Regions from separate parts of the Hordeum vulgare genome. Here region 2 is linked to region 1. A link is a contact called in public Hi-C data. All regions are on one chromosome and are shown on one strand. Each heading gives the region's core, a stretch centred on a gene start, on an enhancer-like site or on the middle of the called end of the contact. The rest is flanking DNA. Distances are from core to core; before and after follow the strand shown.

Evidence for each region. Hi-C and Micro-C count contacts between places; a contact is called where the count stands out from the background.
Region 2: a contact with region 1 is called in a Hi-C map of leaf, with 2.3 times the contacts expected there. The contact joins the promoter of LOC123399767 here to the promoter of LOC123399764 in region 1. A contact is called at or near these places in 4 of 6 Hi-C or Micro-C datasets (leaf and seedling).

What each region holds. Positions count from the first base shown.
Region 1 is chr5H:487,088,097-487,090,796 of MorexV3_pseudomolecules_assembly, reverse strand. LOC123399764 (ribulose-phosphate 3-epimerase, cytoplasmic isoform) reads left to right here and starts at 1,260. Exons shown (of 8, transcript XM_045094149.1): 1 at 1,260-1,493; 2 at 2,062-2,066. The coding sequence starts at 1,365.
Region 2 is chr5H:487,352,821-487,355,520 of MorexV3_pseudomolecules_assembly, reverse strand. It overlaps LOC123399767 (probable inactive purple acid phosphatase 27), which reads left to right and starts at 1,419. Exons shown (of 10, transcript XM_045094151.1): 1 at 1,419-1,803; 2 at 2,605-2,696. The coding sequence starts at 1,600.

The DNA.
Region 1 (2,700 bases), core at 11-2,510:
CACGAGATAGGGCGATCGATCCTTGGGTATCCATCCATTGCTACAACAACAACTAGTACTACCCCCTTTAGATTGCACTGCTACTAATTGAGATAGAGCTTATCTTACATGACACATTAGTCTTTGTGGTGAGACTGAAATAATAGTAGAGGAGCCATTGTAAAATGTTCTGATAATCAGGCCCGATGCATGCCGAAGAAAGATGGAACCCGAAGAATGTGTTTCGACTACCAAATCTATCTTACTTCACACCTCATCCAAAAGTTGCGGCAATGGATCGTCAAATACCAACCATGTTTTTCAAATATCAACTATGTTGTCGTCAAATGAGAATGGAAGGAAGATGATATCTACAAAACAGCCTGGAGGACCAGCTTTTTGCATCCCACTCCACACCACCTCTTTGCCACGTTCGTCGATACGCCGCCGGCACAAACTCACATAGACGATCACCGCACAGTTCGCTGTCGAGTGTGTCACTGGCCGACAAATCCTAGGTAATTATATATTTTTATTTAATTAAAATGAAAAATAAAATGGATGTAAGGGAGGAAGTTTAGGGAAGCTGACAAAAGTTACTTCCAAATAACTTCTCTTAACTTTTACGAGAAGCCAAGAAATCAACTATAGAGATAGATTTTCAAAAAAGCTGTTGGAATTGCTCTAATGTTTTCCCTAACTCATCGTACGGTATACCTGTCCATGAACAGTTGACCCGACCCGATACGGCCCGAAAATCCCTGATCGGGCCGGGCTTTAACATGCCATCGGACCAGGCTCGGGCCCCGACGATCGGGCCGAACCGGGCAAAGGCTTAAAGAATAATTATTTTATGCCCTAGTCAGGCCTTGTCGATCGGGCCCAGTCGGGCTTTTCTGGATTTGGGCCCATTCGGGCTTTTCCGGATTTGGGCCCAGTATTTAGGTCCGATGGTTGGACCGGGCCAGGCTTCAGCCTCGATTTTCAGCATCTTTTTTTTGGCCCGGCCCGAAGTATGCCCAGGTATACCGTACGGTATCGTGAGTAGCAATCAGAATAGCCCTCATTTCACAGCCTTTTACAAGTCATGAAATTCAACAAATAATTCATCACATCCTTTTTTCGCCGCAAAAAAAAACCTAGGGTTGGTGAAAGAAAAAAAGAACAGTATTGTGTTGGCCCTGGCAGTAGCAGCCCCTCCTCCGGCCACTGACGAGTGGGCCATAGGCGGCTCACCTGCCCCAAACACAAGCGTGAAACCAGCCTCCGTCCCGTCCAGACAGACCCGAACGGAACGTCGCCCGCTTCCCCACTTTGGACCTCAACTACCGCCCAGCCCAGCGACCGCCGGTCCGGTCCTCCAATCGGAAGCAACCAAACCAAGCATGGCGGCGGCGGCGGCGGCGGCGGCGAAGATAGCGCCGTCCATGCTCTCGTCGGACTTCGCCAACCTCGCCTCGGAGGCCGAGCGCATGGTCCGCCTCGGCGCCGACTGGCTCCACATGGACGTCATGGTACGATCCGCCCGACCATCCCCTCCCCTCTCCCCCCACCATGTTTCCTAACCCTGCCTGCTTGCTCGATCCACCCTGGTGAGCACCAGTGAGTAGCGCACGCGCGGTGCCGGCCTTTGATTCGTCCAGGAGTTGGATTTGTCCACGCAGCGCCCTGTAACGGAGTCCGTCAGGCAGGGTAGGGATGATAAGATTGAACTACTGAATTACTGAATCAGAGGAGTTGCCGTGCTTTTTTGTTTCTGCACGCAACTATGGCTTGCAGAGCATAGGCGATTCGGTATAATCTGCTTTCTGCTGCTGAGAGATTAGTCTGAACATCGTTTGTTCAGAGCGTTTGTTCAGAGCATAGGTGATGTGCTATTTTGCAAGCGTACCAGTACTTACTAGTCATGGTAACTTGCCTGTCACGTGCATCTGATACAAGTTCAGCTAATCTTGTTCCTCTCGGCGATTGTGCCTCGTTTCATTCTTCTGTTAGACAGGGATTGCATTCATTGACCATGGACATTTCAAGCTTGGAAGTTCATTTGTGTTATGCTCATTCTGTTCCTTTTCCATCTTGCAGGATGGGTGAGTTGGTATCTGATTTCCGCTGCGGGTGCGATACATCAATTTTGATGTATTACTGGGTTGTGTTGAAGCTTGATGGTGCCAAAAATACTATTCTCGCATACCGCCACCCATTTTTATTCTGTATCATTTTAGTATGCAGTCAGAGCTCTGCCTTCCCTTCAAACGGTGAAACATACACTTGCCCTTTTTTTATCTGCCATCATAGAGGCTGGCTGTGGGTGTTTAAGCTAACTAGCTAAGTATGCAGGTGACCATATACATAATATGCCTACAGGCTACATCTACCTAGACGTTCTTTATTTTTATCCCACACATGTGTATTCTCTTAATTGCTTTTCGGCTTATGGACATCCTTGCCATTTAATTTTTGGCTACTTTGTTTAGATACCTTGCTTATTCGAACATCCTGCTCACGGATCGAAATGTTAATGATAGCTCACAGAAAGAGCATGATTTCCAAAATACATATAAGAAGGGAACCGATTAGCCTGATAGCCATGTGATCAAACTGGAAAAGAAGCAGCTTAAAGTATGCACTATTCTTTCACATTTTGCCTACTTAAAGAAATGCCGACCTTTCGTTCTGAAAATAAACAATAGGAAAATTCAAAGTTGCTAATGATGAAAATAA
Region 2 (2,700 bases), core at 170-2,669, 260 kb before region 1:
TGATTGTATCCTGATAGTCTAAATCAAACCCTCACATTGTTTTAGGTATAAAAAACCCTGATAGTCTAAATCAAACCCTCACATTGTTTTAGGTATAAAAAACCCTGATAGTCTAAATCAAACCCTCACATTGTTTTAGGTATAAAAACACTGACGTGGTAAGGATTCGTTTGATGGCCGGCCTGCCTGCCGCACACCCTTCTGTCAACCATCCAAAAATATGCAATCACGGGAACCGAACTCACGGCGCACAAATCATGTGCTAGAACGGCTACAACTGTATCATTCGAGTGCTAGTGATTGAATGCAGCGTGCACTATTTAAGAACATTTCTAGCCGCGCTATTTGAATTAAAACAACTTCACTAATTTTGAGAAAGAAAAATCACTAATTGACTGGACCAGTTGACTGTTCAACATATATGTGTATGTTTTTTGAAAAATCAGGAATTTAAAATATAAAGTAAAAAAAGTTCACGGTTTAAAAAAGGGTGATGAAATTTAAAATAAAAACTCACAAAATGATTGGTCTAGGTTGTCTGCAAAATTAAAAAGTTCACTGATTTTGAGAAAATGTTCATCGATTTTCTTTAAATGTGAATTTGAAAACGTTCATCATTTTGGAAAAAAGTTCATAAAAAGTGAAAAAGTTCATATTTTTTATTTAAAAGGTCATCAATTTATAAAAAAATCATCAATTCTGAGGAAAAAAACATAAATATTGAAAAAGTTTGAACAATAAATATTTTAGTAGGAAATAGCAAACGAAAAAAACTATAAATATTTTATGTTGAACAATTTTTTAATATGCATTGAACATTTATTTTAAACTACTTGTGATTTTTCTAAAATTTATTAATTTGTTCAAATGCATGAATGTTTTGCCAAATTCATGAATATATTTTTTTATTTCAGATGGACAGCGAACTAGGCGGGTTTAGACTTTTTCCCCGCACGCGCAGCACAACCAACCCCGACCCGTTGTGTGTAAAAAACAATCTCAGCCATCCTTTGCTATCCCGGTTTGATAAAAAATATCAGGGTTGGATTATACCGGAATTACATAATTGAGGATACAATCGATCGGGATTTTAATTTTGAAATTCATTTCGTCGAACCTCTACGAGTTCAGGGTTTAAAATGATTTTGTTCCCTAGTATAGGCGTATTAGAATCTCAAAATGTTCTATTGGAACCGTACGTGCCTCTTTCGGGTAGTATTGGTTTCGATGCTGGTATTAAGCTTTGCTGTGATTTGAACTTAGTCGTCAATCACCTTATGTTTATGTTTAGGAACGGAAGGAAGGAGTAGTATTTGGGGCCAATAATTAGCCCTCGTGGAAAACTCTTGCGTATCATGTGTGGATGCATCACCCCGAACGCCGTCTCATCCGGTTAAATAAACACAAAGACGTGGAGAGACGGGCAGAGAGTCAACACAATGTCGACCCGCCCCCTCTCTCGCGCAGTCGCCTTCTCTCCTGCCAAGGGCACGGAGCGTGTTCTTCCATAAAAGAAAGCAAAGCCGGCCCCCGTCCCATGCCCAGACTGCCAGACAGAAGAGCAAGCAATCAAGCAAGCAAGCAGGCAGGCAGACAGGCATGAGGAGGAGAGGAGGAGGCGGCAGCGCCCCGCGCCTGCCCTTGCTCCTGCTCGCCCTCGCCGTCGCCGTCGCCGCGTGCTGGGCCGGACGCGCCGACGGGCACGGCGCGCACCCGCTGTCGCGGATCTCCATACACCGCGCCCGCGTCGCCCTGGACGCGTCCGCCGCCGTGCGCGCGTCGCCCGACCTCCTCGGTTCGCGGGTGCGTACCAGCTTCCACCTTCCTCCTGCACCCCCCTTTCCTTCCATTCGCCTTTTATTACATCCCTTGTAGCAGCAGGCGCACGGACCTAGCCCGCTGCAAACTGGTTCACTCCATGCCCGCACTTTCTCACCTTCTTTCATTCCGGTAGGTACGTACGTACGTAAGTTAGCAGCCGCTTTAGCTCTAGCTCAAGCACGTAACTCCTCGCCGTCCTGCGCGGCCGGCCGGCCGGCAGAGCTCAACTCTCCCAAGCTTATCTGGGGCGTTCCTGCGCAGTCAAGCGCGTCGCTTTCGTTCCCGCGCGCCCTGGCATTGGCATGCATGCTAGCTCGGCCAGTTGGCCCAGCACATCGCACGCTACGCACAAGCGGCCACTTGGCCAGTCGTCCTGCTTGCTTGGCCGGGCGGCCGGCCGTTCTCACGACGCACCGTGGCCAATCGCCTCGGGACAAAGTGCCAAAGCCCGCGGTGGGTGGCGACATGACATCCAAGCGGATGATCGATCGATCATGGGTGTCCAGTGTCCATTATCCAAGTCAAGTCAACCCATGAACCGAGGGGGATGGCGCTGTACGTACGCGTGCTAGTGCGGCCACCTCAGCCTTCACACTGTGACCACATGCCATGTGCCGACTGCCGCCGGTCAAACTGATGTTAGTACATTCCATGGAATATGCACGCGTGATCACTCGGGCTGATTCCCGCTGGCCGTATTGCTTGGTCCTTGCTTTTTTTTTTTCCTCCTGCATGTAACCAAAAAAAGAAAGAAAAAAACTGACACGATGTTGTGGGCGACAGGGCGAAGATACGGCTTGGGTGACCGTAGAATTCAAAATTCCCCGCGCAAGCGACGGCGACTGGATCGGGGTCTTCTCCCCTTCCAATTTCAAGTAT